Linked DNA regions of Zea mays: region 2 is linked to region 1. A link is a contact called in public Hi-C data. All regions are on one chromosome and are shown on one strand. The core of a region is the stretch at or near the end of the contact, and the rest is flanking DNA. Distances in the headings are between cores, read along the strand shown. Region 1 holds the start of LOC100285845 (23S RNA methyltransferase 1). Region 2 holds the start of LOC100272623 (putative vesicle-associated membrane protein family protein).

The links. A called contact is a pair of places that touch in the nucleus more often than the background predicts.
Region 2: a Hi-C map of leaf shows a contact between it and region 1, with 5 times the contacts expected there. The contact joins the promoter of LOC100272623 here to the promoter of LOC100285845 in region 1. A contact is called at or near these places in 5 of 25 Hi-C or Micro-C datasets (bundle sheath, ear, leaf and 1 more).

What each region holds. Positions count from the first base shown.
Region 1 is chr5:222,578,264-222,584,652 of Zm-B73-REFERENCE-NAM-5.0, reverse strand. LOC100285845 (23S RNA methyltransferase 1) reads left to right here and starts at 3,262. Exons shown (of 11, transcript NM_001158735.2): 1 at 3,262-3,444; 2 at 3,531-3,624; 3 at 3,751-3,800; 4 at 3,886-3,935; 5 at 4,050-4,158; 6 at 4,244-4,304; 7 at 4,399-4,451; 8 at 4,731-4,823; 9 at 5,499-5,562; 10 at 5,756-5,863; 11 at 5,982-6,364. The coding sequence starts at 3,418. The coding sequence ends at 6,229.
Region 2 is chr5:222,735,376-222,741,764 of Zm-B73-REFERENCE-NAM-5.0, reverse strand. It overlaps LOC100272623 (putative vesicle-associated membrane protein family protein), which reads right to left and starts at 2,814. Exons shown (of 4, transcript NM_001147086.1): 1 at 2,345-2,814; 2 at 2,038-2,228; 3 at 1,782-1,945; 4 at 1,247-1,697. The coding sequence starts at 2,579. The coding sequence ends at 1,607. It overlaps LOC100273594, which reads left to right. Exons shown (of 9, transcript NM_001148011.2): 7 at 126-213; 8 at 409-528; 9 at 788-1,306. The coding sequence ends at 1,006.

The DNA of each region.
Region 1 (6,389 bases), core at 2,013-4,512:
GAAGCCTTATGGATAAAATAGTGTTGTGCATGTTAGTCTAAACCTTAATGATTGACTGTGCATTTGGTAATAATAACAATAAGTTTGCAGAATTGTAACCATGAAGCAACTTGTTGTTGCGTGTCTCGCTGGATGTCGAGACTAACCTTCATGTGAAGGACAAATATGTAGTATTCATGCCACTACATTAATCTAAGTCCAAAGCTCACTGCATAAAACCCCTATCTGTAAGGTGCGTAAGATTTCCCAAATAAATCACCACAATAGCATACATTGGCCACAACTGGATGATTGTGGTTGGGGATATTATCTGTATGCTTTTAGAACATCTCGGCATTAGGGGGAGGAATGCCCATATAATGTAATGCCTCAATATTCTATTAAACGCACAAAAGCCAAACTGAACCTGTCGTTCGGTGTGTACTCCTGTGTATATGGAGTTTGCCAGAAATTGTTGAGGAGTAACCATATTGGTCTGAATGCTTCTACCTGATGTAGATGTGGATATACCCGGGATTAATATCATATCCACATTTGACTTATTGGTATTTGATCTATTCTCGGGGACGCCTGCGAATATGATCCATCAACCTTAGTCAAAGCATATGCTCTGATTGCAGATTCACGTGGTCTGTAATAACTCTCCTCCGATTAATTCACCTTGATGGTGATCTGCCTCACGAAGAGGTTCATCTTGATGATGAAATTCCTAGCAATGCGCGCAATATCATTGTGCTGGGAATACGGAACAATGAATCTTTCGTTTTGGGAAATGACAGAGATCATTATTAAATGTGGGAGACAAATATGTCGACACTTATCTTGCCTCTATAGATTGCAAAGGGATCCAAAACAAAGTCCTAGGCATGAGTGCATGAAGCTCTCTTATCGGGTCATTGATAAATGCAATCGAGGCTGAACCAATAATCGCAAAATGAAAGTCGCGAGCTTGAAATTCGGACATTTATGGGCACTATTGAAATAATGTGTGGTGAATGCGATGGTTCAAGTGGTCTTGTGAGAGACCTATCCCACATATGTGTTGAATAAACACTGTTCCGCTATGTAATATATCTGGCAAATGGCATGAATTAAAATATGCAGTTAATATGATTCTGAAGATCTGTCATGAGATCCTAGGAGGACTCATATCTTTGAATTATAAATATGCAACATATAAATCTAGTACCGAATAATACATTCCCGACGAATGAACACTCTCCTATGTAGAGAGAATATCTCCTATTTGAGATTATAGTTCCTAGATGGAACCTTTCCAGAAGAAATAAAGTCTGTGTTAAACACCAAAGTTTGATAATCCCTATAAAGGGATAAAGACCCATATAGACCCGAAAAGAAATAAGATGAGGTACCAAAGGACTTGAAGTTCACCGAATAAGCACATGTGCATTCCATGAGTTTTACTCATGGTAATTTCCACTAGATGTGGAATTACGATATCCTCTAAAGCCCTGATGGCAAAAACCTATAAGGTTTAGGTGTTACTGGCATAATATCCCCATTGTGCCAGAATGATAGACTATAACGATGTATCTGATCCATGAAAAATCCCTGATGGATTACGATCTTTGATGGACTTTTGTTACACCATCATAGATGTTGCAATGGATGAACGTCTAGAGCGATGTGTCATATTTAGAATATGTACTATTGCAACTATATTATCCCCTAAGTCCTATTGAAGGACATGTTATTTGCTTTGCACAACTATGTACAAATTGTGGTGTAAGATAGAAAATGATAGCACCCCAACCTCATCCATTCTCGTTATTCCAGATGAACAATGAGACATATATCTTGAAGAATATGCTTAAGTTACGAGGGATAACGACTTTGACAGATGTCATCGTCAGGGGGAGCGAATGCTTATATTGATCACAATCGTGAGACAATAAATGTCATATTCTATGCCCTGAAGGCGTCAGCTTGATGATCAATATGTGAACCTTTATGGAACTTTCTATCAAATATATAGATCCAGTCGATCGAACACCATCAATCAAAGTGGCTTATTTGTATTGATACGTGCACTTACCTCGTATATCCTAGAAGTGAGTTGAGGTAAAGTTTCTGAAATAGTCCTTGCAAGGATATGCAATCCGTTTGCTAAATCTTTATGTGCATATACTTCTAGAAGAAGATGTTTTGCCTTATTGATACGATTTTGCAAGGATCAGGGGGAGCACATTTCTAAAGTTAGCCCCTGTAGAAGATTCGATAGAATCTAGATCTCAGAGGATCGAAATCTGTCCCGATGACAACTGTTGTACTCTTTTTCCCTTGGTGAGTTTTTTTGAAGTTTCTCACATGAGGTTTTTAACGAGGCAACAAAGTGCAAATGCAATTTGTATCACCATGCACTCTTTCTCCACATTTTTCCCACTGGGTTTTTCGGAGTTTTAACGAGGCATGTGTTGGTTGCGGTATTCGCCCAAGGGGGAGTGTTAAGTAACCCTAGTTAGGGTTATGTGGGCAAATACCTGCTTTGCCCCTGAGGGGTCTCACATCTCTATATAAGGAACCTGTACACCCCTTCATAATACAGAGATCAGAAAGAGGCCAGAGGCCCAACCTTATATCCAGTGTCTCGTGTGTTACGCTGTCGTGCTTATGGGAAGGGAGACGGGTCTTCTACAGCTTCTTGCGCCTCTACTGCTGACGGGAGGGAAGGGAGTGGATCTGGTGATCCGTGGTGACGTAGTTCTCAACAGTTTGAACGTAGTTTAAATAACACTGCAGTCCATACAATAGGAAATAACACTTGGGCATAAATGACACAACGAAAAAAATACCGTTGAAAAACATGGCAGCTGTGAAATTGATAGATTTCTGTTTAAACTTAGTAGAATTAAAATGGGCCATAGCTTACCAATTCAGCAGCTTGAAACCTGGCAGTTGTTTCTCTTCAAGCTTATCAAAAATATTTTTTGATCCATTCACCAAAAAATATTCAGCTCCAATCCAAAATCTTTTTAAAAAAGTCTCCACTATTCCTAAGCTATCCACATAATAAGTATTCTGTTTCTTTAAATCATTATACTTGCACTTGTACCTATACTGAATGAGAAATCATCACGATCGGGTAAAGTCTGTGGCCGATTTGATTTAACCAATCCAAGGCGAGAACGCACGAGCACGACGCCAGGCCGCTCCGCCCACCGCCTGCCGCCGACGGTGGCTTCAAGCTCACGCCGGTTCTGACCGCCGCCGCTGCTGAAGCTTCTGATTTCTGAATTGGAACGACACGGTTTTTCTTGGGCCGTCTAAAAGCCCAGTGGGCTCAAAAAAATTAGGCGGCGCCACCACGTCCTCCTCCGACTACTCGCTCGCTCCGCCCCGGCGTCCCGCCCTCAGCCGCCGCCGTCGCCCCCTCCCTCGGTTCGCCTCGTCGTCGTCATGGGCAAGGCCTCCAAGGACAAGAGGGTACGCTACCTTCGCCTCTCCACCCAGCTCCCACTCTGCTCTTGCGTTTCCCCGCTTCTCACTGCTCTGCGGCGCCGGTCGCTCAGGACATCTACTACCGGAAGGCCAAAGAGGAAGGCTGGAGAGCTCGCAGCGCCTTCAAGCTCCTCCAGATAGACCAGGAGTTCAACATCTTCCATGGTATCAGCTCGACTTACCTGCTTGCTCACCTTCACATGCTTGTATGTTGTAGCTGTAGCAGACCACGAACGAACACTAGCGAATTAACGATCTGATGAAACATATCCCCTTTTTCCTCCTATATAGGAGTGAAGCATGTGGTTGACCTGTGTGCTGCTCCCGGAAGTTGGAGCCAGGTATCCTTGTGCTCGTGCTCAGTAACCCATCCGTACCAGTGTTTTTTCCCCAACTGATTGCTTGATTCCCTATTGCCACTTGCAGGTTTTGAGCCGGAACCTGTATGTACCAGCAAAACAGTCTTCTGATTGCAAGTAAGAGTCAGTGCCTGTGTGTCGCAGTCTGTTCTTGCATAGTTCTGTTGTGGATATCTGATGGCCTCGTTTTGCACTTTTGCTCTCCTTGGTTCTGTTATGTTGTGCTACTAGGGAAGGTGATCTTCCTCTCATCGTCGCAATTGACTTGCAACCGATGGCCCCAATAGAAGGTGTTATACAAGTGCAGGGCGACATCACCAATGCTCGGACAGCAGACGTGGTGAGACAGAAGTAAAAGACGTGTAGCTTTTTTGTTGTTGCCGCAGTTAGCTGGCTGTGACTAACTAGTATGGATTTCCTGTCAGGTCATTAGGCATTTTGATGGATGCAAAGCAGACTTGGTTGTTTGCGATGGAGCCCCGGATGGTAAGATATCATATCAGTGCAAGAGACTTGGTTGTTTTGCAATTTTTATCACTAGTGAGGATTACATGATTATTGCTCTTTTGGGTGACTACAGTTACCGGACTTCATGATATGGACGAATTTGTTCAGTCCCAGCTTATACTCGCGGTAAGTTTTATTTATCTGGCAACCAGTATCCAATTTGGGTCACCATGCTCTGTCATTAATGATTCACATTATTTGGGGGGTTAAGAGGGGGGGGGGGGGGGGGGGGGGGGATAAGTTCAATTTTGAGTTTGGGTGTACCGGTGTAGCAGCTATGTTGAAGAATCGCCTTTCTAACTACTTGCTCTTTATGTCAATTATGGGATAACTTTATCATCTTCATTTTGAATTGTCACGGTAGCTTATGTTCTCTGTTTAATTTATGTACCACCGTGCAATTAGGCATTGGCTATCGTGACTCATGTACTCAAAGTTGGTGGAAAATTTGTGGCGAAGATATTTCGGGGTAAAGATACGAGTCTCCTGTACTGCCAGGTAACGTTCACTTTGCTCGGCAAGTTAAGATCATAAGATTTTTCACGAGGCTTTGCTGAGTTCTCCATCATATTCAGTATGGAAGCCTTGCTAGCTATGGTTTCCTGACTGTTGTTGTTCCCACATTGTGCGCGCCCCCTTGCCTTTGTCAGGCCCCCTTTGGAATGGAGGATAGGAAAAATATAGGAATAGGAAAAATATAAGAATTGAGATGGTGGATATTTTGAATCCTATAGGAATTGAAAACAAAGGAACTGAGATAAGAATGCCTTTGGTAGCACCATAGGAAAAATAAAGGAATCACTTTGCTGTGTTTTTGAATTTGAAACAAGATAGCCGTTGCATAGTGGCAGCAAGCCAACCAGAAACTAGAAAAACGGCGCGAAAGGTAGCAGACGCGGGTGAAAAGTAGCCCGACGCGCGAACATTCCCGCCAGGAATCGTTCCAAGAGGTCTGACCTCTTGGTAAATTTCCTATAAAATCAGACCACGGAACGGCAATCCTATGGATTCTTTCCTTTATTTTTTTTGGGAACCAAAGGGACAGATAGGAAAAAATCCTTAGCAACAGTGATCCTACGAATTTCCTTTGCCAACCCTCCGTTCCAAAGGGGGCCTCAATGTTTTGATGGGATGCTGATTGGGGACTCGATTCGTACATGTGGCTTTATACAGCTAAAACTGTTCTTCTCGCAAGTTACGTTTGCGAAGCCAAAAAGTAGCCGGAACTCAAGCATCGGTAAGTGTTATATCTTGCAAAATAAGTCACGCACGAGCTCCTTATATGATTTCTCAGCCTTGAGTGGTTCGCGTAGCTGCTCATGGTGACTATCATCATTAGTAGTATAACAAGGACTATGCATTTCAGTTGGAAAATGGGTATGCAGTCTTCTTATGCATTTTGTCTATCCTTTTTCCATTTTGTCAAACAGAGGCGTTTGCGGTCTGTGAGAACTACTCACCTCCTGAAGGGTTCAAGGAGGAAGACCTATACCACCTGCTAGAGAAAGTGGGTACTCCCTCAGGAGCTGGCGATCTAGGTGAGGTCTCCAAATGTCTGTACAACACTCTGCTCCCCCGACTGGGCACACCAGTACACCACACGGCGAGCAGACAGGTCCAGGCGTCCAGCCCTCATGCCAGTCTGGTAATGTGCAGATTGCAGAAGCGGATGGCTGGAGGGACCAAACAAGGTGTACATCCCGTTCCTGGCCTGCGGGGATCTGAGCGGCTACGACTCCGACCGCTCGTACCCGCTGCCCAGCAGCACGGACGGTGGCTCGTACCGGAGCCTGGACCCCGTGCAGCCTCCCATCGCCCCGCCTTACAAGACCGCCCTGCAGATGAAGAAGGCTTCCAGCCACGGCGCCGGCGCGGACGCCATCAAGCCGTCCGCAGACTCCTGAGCCGCAGACCGTTTCCGTTTACCACCTTGCGCGGTGGAAGTTGCTTTCGCTGGGTCCTGGACCTGGCTCTCTAGTCTCTCTCTACAGAAACAGAACCTTCATCTACGAAACTAAAAAAAAAGGAAAAAGGATTGGAAACATTGTTGTGGTAATTTTGAGC
Region 2 (6,389 bases), core at 1,565-4,064, 160 kb before region 1:
TTATGATGATTATTTGTTCTTAACTCATACGATGTGTTCTCCTTTACTAATTAACTTGTGAGCACAATTGCTTTTTGTGAGTGCAAGAGTCTCCTAATATTTTTCTTTGTTTCATTTTACTACAGTGAAGTTAGTGGTGATAGAGAAGTGCAAAGGACAATGTTGGAATTGCTGAACCAGCTTGATGGATTTAGCAGCGATGAGAGGATAAAGGTCAGCATTCAACCTCAAACCTATTAGTTATTACAGTCTTGATGCTTTGTCTCAGGTTTTGTTCAGTTGCAGGTTGAGAAGGTATAAAGTTACCTCTATTGATCATGATATGAGAGATAGATGAACTGATATTTTTTCCCAATGTCTTATTTAATATCTGGTGTACTAAACGTTTGATTGTTGTGTGGCTTACAGGTGATAGCTGCAACAAATCGTGCTGATATTCTTGATCCTGCTCTGATGAGATCTGGTCGTCTGGACCGGAAGATTGAGTTCCCTCATCCATCAGAGGAAGCAAGAGCTAGAATCCTGCAGGTATTTTGCTCGGGCCACTAAAATATGTTGTACTAGCTCAGTATGGCCTCCCCCAGTATTTGCTCCAAAACTGTTGATATCTTCCCCCCTAAGGTCTAGTTTGGAAGCCACAAAACCGAATGTGATTGGAGGGACTAGAATCCCTTTCTTATTTAATTTTGAATAAGAAAGGGATTCTAGCCCCTCCAATCCCCTTCGGTTTTGTGGCTCCCAAACTAGCACTAAAGGTTCCAAAATAACGCCGATCTATGTTGTGTAGATCCACTCGAGGAAAATGAATGTGAATCCAGATGTCAACTTTGAAGAGTTGGCGCGTTCAACCGATGATTTCAATGGCGCTCAGCTAAAGGCTGTTTGCGTAGAGGCTGGCATGCTCGCTCTACGCCGAGATGCTACAGAGGTTACCCACGAGGATTTCAACGAGGGGATCATCCAAGTGCAGGCAAAGAAGAAGTCCAGCTTGAATTACTACGCGTAAGGGCTTGTTCGGTTATACCCCAATCCATAGGGATTGAGGGGGTTTCAATCCCCAATAAGTCAAAATCCCCTCCAATCCGTATCAATCCCCTTCAATCCATATGGATTGGAAATAACCGAACAAGCCCTAAGGGGGGAACGCCCCGTACTTGGTGATCATTCAGTTGTTTGTGACACTGCCATTGTCTGGGCAGGCTAACTTACTATTTGTACTATAAGCAAGCTGTTGCTTTTGAGTCTTACTCCGTATGAGAGTATCATTTATGAAATATTAACCAAGTCTGCCTGCCGTATTGGTTTCTTTCTCCTCACGGAGAGGAGCTCGGCCTTCCACGACTGCACATTTGCTCTGTTTTCAGAAGTTCGTGTGTTTAATGATAAAAAATCAGGTGGGAAAGCTTTCCCATTTGACTACCATCTTTTTTTTAAAAAAAAAATCAGATCTGGTTGTTGCAGAACTTCAGAATGAGCTGTTGTTTCCCTCGTACAAGAGAGAAAGAACTGCAGCACCGCTGCTGCTGTTACAGAACCCGGAAAACCAAGTTGTGATGCAGCTAGAGCTAGGGCTGGTGGTCCGCACTGGCACCGGGACGGATGGAGATTACGGAAAGCATGACGGTATGGTGAAGCCGCGACACATGTAGGCGAGCAGGACGTACACAATTACGGTGAGGATGAATATCACTGCAGCTCTGCAAAAAGACCAGTGGAAGAGTTACAGGGACAGGCGATTGTTACCCTAAAATGTGCAAGACAACAACAAGAACATGGCGTACGTGAGCTTGACGTTCCTCCACCACATGGTGTTCCTGAAGCGGCGAGCTTGGCGCTTGAAGCGCATCGTGTTCCCCTGCATGGTTGCCGTCTTGTCCACCAGCACCTCCAGACGGTCACCCCTCTCCAGCACCCTGTCGATGTTGTCCATCATCACGCTCCGGACCTGCAAGCAGATTAACGTTTCAGTCAAGCCGCCAATATAATGGAAGAAGAAGAAGAACAAGAACAAGTTGGCAATGGCGTAGGAAGGAGCACCTGGTCCATCTCTCCCCTCATGCGATTTATCCTGTCCGCGCTGGCGTCGTTGGAGTAGTAGTCCATCTGCTGGGCCAGAACGCGGGAGAACTCGTCGTTCATGGCGTACGCCAGCGCGGTGAGCGCCGCGCGGCCGTACGCCTTGACGAACCTCCCGTGGATGTCCTCCAGGAACGCGAAGGGGACACGCCCTGATCCAGAAATGCCACATCGATCTATTGTGAGTTTCTGACCATATCATCATCATTACCAAACTGCAGGTTGGTTGCGACGATCGACGACGACCAAAACGTGCACTGGTGCTTACGCCCGGCGGCGTCGTCGGCCATGCAGAGCGCCGTGAGGCCGTCGGTGCGCTTGACGTGGAACACGTGGAGGTCCTGCGTGTACGACACGTTGCAGTCGTCGTCGCCGCCGCCAGGGAGGCGCTCCAGGACCTGCCGCGCCACGGCGCCCGCGTTGCCGCCCGCCGCCGCCGCGCCGTAGTGCTCCGCCAGCACCACCGCGCCGCGCGCCACCACGCCGTACTCGATCTTGCCCATCGCGCGCGCCGTCCTACAACGCCCGGCCCGGTCGCACGTACGTCGTCGTTAGTTCGCGCCGGCCGACGATCGGGATCGCCCGATCTCACATGCACGTGCGAAGCACCCTCTTCGTTCCTCGCTCGCTGCTAGCTGTTTCCTCTCCCCCCTCTCGCGCGTGTGGCGAAAGAGATGGAGGGGAGCCGGGAGCGAAGAGGTAGGACAAGAGAGAACCTCCTCCTGAGCCTGTTTGACCGGTGCGCCCCCAACATTCCGCGCGCGTACGCGCACCGCGCTGTTTATAGGCACTCGCTACGACCACGGCGAGGGGATGACAGCCACCCTGTGGATACGCTTATTTTTGGACCGGCTTGTGATGGTCACGGACTCGTCGCACAGATTGTCACCGTGACGTTCTAAAACATTTTTTTTTCGAGTCCAATCTGTTTTACCCCCTAAGCTATAAAACTGTTTGGAACCAAAGTGAGCCGGCGGACGGTCCGGCCCTGAGGCCGGACGGTCCGCGCCTGTGGGCCGGACGGTCCGCGCAAGTGCAGAATAGATTAGGGTTCCGAGTTTTATGCTACGGTTGTTAGCTAAATTCACGGGATTCACTCGGAAATTAGTTTGTAAAGAGTCCAACCCCTCCTCTATAAATAGAGAGGTATACGGTCAATTTGTAATCATCAATCGAATCAATACCACTTTGTTGACGCCTTTTCGGAGCGCCAAATACTCAAGAAGAACCGGCGGCGGTGCTCTCTGCACAGGGGCGGACGGTCCGCGCGTGGGGGCCGGACGGTCCGCGGCCTGGTGCGAGGCGGCGGTGCTTTCTGGTCAGGCGCGGACGGTCCGCGGCACAGGGCCGGACGGTCCGCGGCCTGGTGCAGGAGCCCGAGTTCCCTGCCTGACGGCCGGACGGTCCGCGCCCTAGGGCCGGACGGTCCGCGCGTGCGCAGGGGCGGCGGAAGACCGCTGACGGCGCCTGGATCTCGCTCCCGGGAGGGACCCCGTCGAGGAGGAGAGATCCTAGGTGGTGTCTAGGCTCGGGCCGGCCGACCTAGACTCCTCTAATCGACGTAGAGTCGAAGAGAGACGAAGAATTGAGGATTGGAAGGCTAAACCTAAACTAGACTAGAACTACTCCTAGGATAAAATGCGAAATAGAAGTTGTATTGATTCGATTGTTGATGATTACAAATCGGCCGTAGACCTCTCTATTTATAGAGGAGGGGGGCTGGACCCTTTACACAACTGATTCCGAGCTAATCTCGCGAATATAGCTAACAACCGTAGCACAAAACTCGGAACCCTAATCTGTTCTGCGCACGCGCGGACCGTCCGGCCCACAGGCGCGGACCGTCCGGACCGCGGACCGTCCGGCCTCAGGGCCGGACCGTCCGCACGCTCAATTCTGGTTCGAACATATGCCCCCCTGCCTTTTGGTGGAGCTGGGCGAACCAAAAGCAACTAACTCGATGTTATCACATCGGTTTTCTTAGGCATCTTGCCACTTACTAGGATGGTACGCAGTGGCCTTGGTCTCGATGGTTGACTCAACGGACGTGATCCCTTTAGATTTGATCGAACTGTCAGTCCCAACATCGCCGAGCGTCATACTGGTCCTGACCAATTCGTCACCTTGTCTTCCTAATTCTCTAAGTGTTCTGGCGTAGCTCCGTAGTCGACCAGGTCTTCTCCATGCAGGTCGTCTTCCTCCATGGGCGTCGGTACGTCGTCGGAGGTGTCTTGGTGTAGTGCGGATGGTTCGGCCTCAGGGGTCGGATGGTCCGCGTCCTGTGCAGATGATCCGGCCTTTATAGCCGGACAGTCTACCATACCTGCAGAGAGATGCACAGTTGTTGTTTTATTTACTATCTTTGCGGCCGTTTGACTTTTCTCAACGGCCTTTGGTCTCCATCTCTTTTGCGGTGGCGGATACTGCGGATGCGTGTCATTGAATATTCTTTCTGCCTCTTTTTCCTGATTCTCCTTTGCTCTGAGGCGCTGTAATTTTCGCTTTTGCGATCGTGTCAATCCCGATGGACACCATCGGGGCATGGAGTATTTTGGATCGGCTATTTTATTGACAGTCGTACTTTCTTTTTTGTTTGTGTTGGCCGATTCACCAAAAATCACCGGCCCTTCGTTATTTTGTTGTACGACGACATCTGTCGCTCCTATTCTAATGACCTCTCCCTTTTTCGTACTGTTGGAGGTTATAGCTGTATGTCCCCCTGCCGGGTTAGTCAGCCTTTGGGGCTGAGTTGTTCGGCAATCTTGCTGGGCCTGTGCTCGTGGACCAGATTGAGGGGCTCTCAATCGGTCTTGTACTGGAGGTGTCAACCTATTGAATACAGATGTTTGGGGTGCCCCCCAAGCGGGGTACTGTGGCATCCCAAATGGATATGGTGGCATGCCCCACATTTGATTTGGGACATATGGTGGAGGTATGTATGTGTATGGATATGGCATAGGTGGATATGGTGGTGGAGGTGTCCATGCAGGTACGTTAGGTCTTAATTGAACATTATGACCTTCCGTCCTTTCCGATTGGTGTGGTGGTCCAATCGGCCTAACCTGCCGTCGCACCTGGGTGGGTAAGCGAGGTCCCTTTGGTGGCCGGTCACTGGAGCCAGCCTTCTTTTTCACATATTTAGACAATAATTGATCAAAGGTCGGGCTAGATTTTACCAACCGACCAGTTGCCTTGAATGTGTTAGTTTTCCACGTACCTATTTCTGGTCGTCGTGGTTTGAAGGTACGTGGTTGCCGCGGCTCTTTGACGTTGCCGGACCGTCCGTCGGAACGCTTCGGACCGTCCAGTGATGTTACGGACCGTCTGCGCCTAGACACCGGACCGTCCGCGATGCGTAGTATGGGTTCTCGCGCATATCCCCTTGTCTGTGCTTGCCCCCCAGCGCTGGAGTTTGTGATGGTTACCTTCAGTGTCTCCCCTCCATCAGGAGTCTTCTCGGCCATCACTTTCCTGCAAGAAATTTTGTTGTTTCCATCGGCCTCCCGTGCGTTGCCGATGATGACTTCTTTGTCTTTGCCCTTATCGGCTGTGTTGGGCCGAATTAGGACCTTTTTGCCATTAAAGTCGATCACATTCATTGGGAAGGGCTCCGTGTCCTCCTGAAATTTCAATCGTCCCTCATTAATGGCCGATTGAATTTGTCGTCGGAACACATTACAATCATTAGTGGCATGTGAAAATGAGTTGTGCCACTTGCAGTATGCGCGACGCTTTAGTTCGTCGGCAGGTGGAACGATATAATCAATTTTAATGTTACCATTTTTTAGTAATTCATCGAATATCTTATCACATTTGCCGACATTAAATGTAAACTTAACCTCCTCTTGTCGTTCCTTTTGAACTGACTGCAAGGAGTAGCAAGCCGAAGATTTGGCCTGCTCGGGCCAAACTATTTCGGCAGTGTAAACTTTCTTTGGTTCATCGTCCGAACTACTTTGATGGTGTTCTACTATAGGGACATTATGATGAACCGTTCTGACTAGTTCTTTGCTTCGGCTTTCACAAGCCGAAGCTCTCTGATGTAATTGTGCTAGAGTAAAGAACTGGATGCCTTCTAATCTCTCTTTTAAATAATAGCGCAATCCATCAAAGGCTATTCCCGCCAGTTGTTTATCTGTTAGATGAATTTGAAAGCATCGGTTTCTCGTATCCTGGAATCTCCGGATATAATCACTAACTGATTCATCCTTTTCTTGTCGTAGGGTCACTAAGTCTACTAAATCTAGCTCATAATCACCAGAGAAGAAGTGTTCATGAAATTTTTGCTCTAAGTCTCCCCATGACAAAATGGA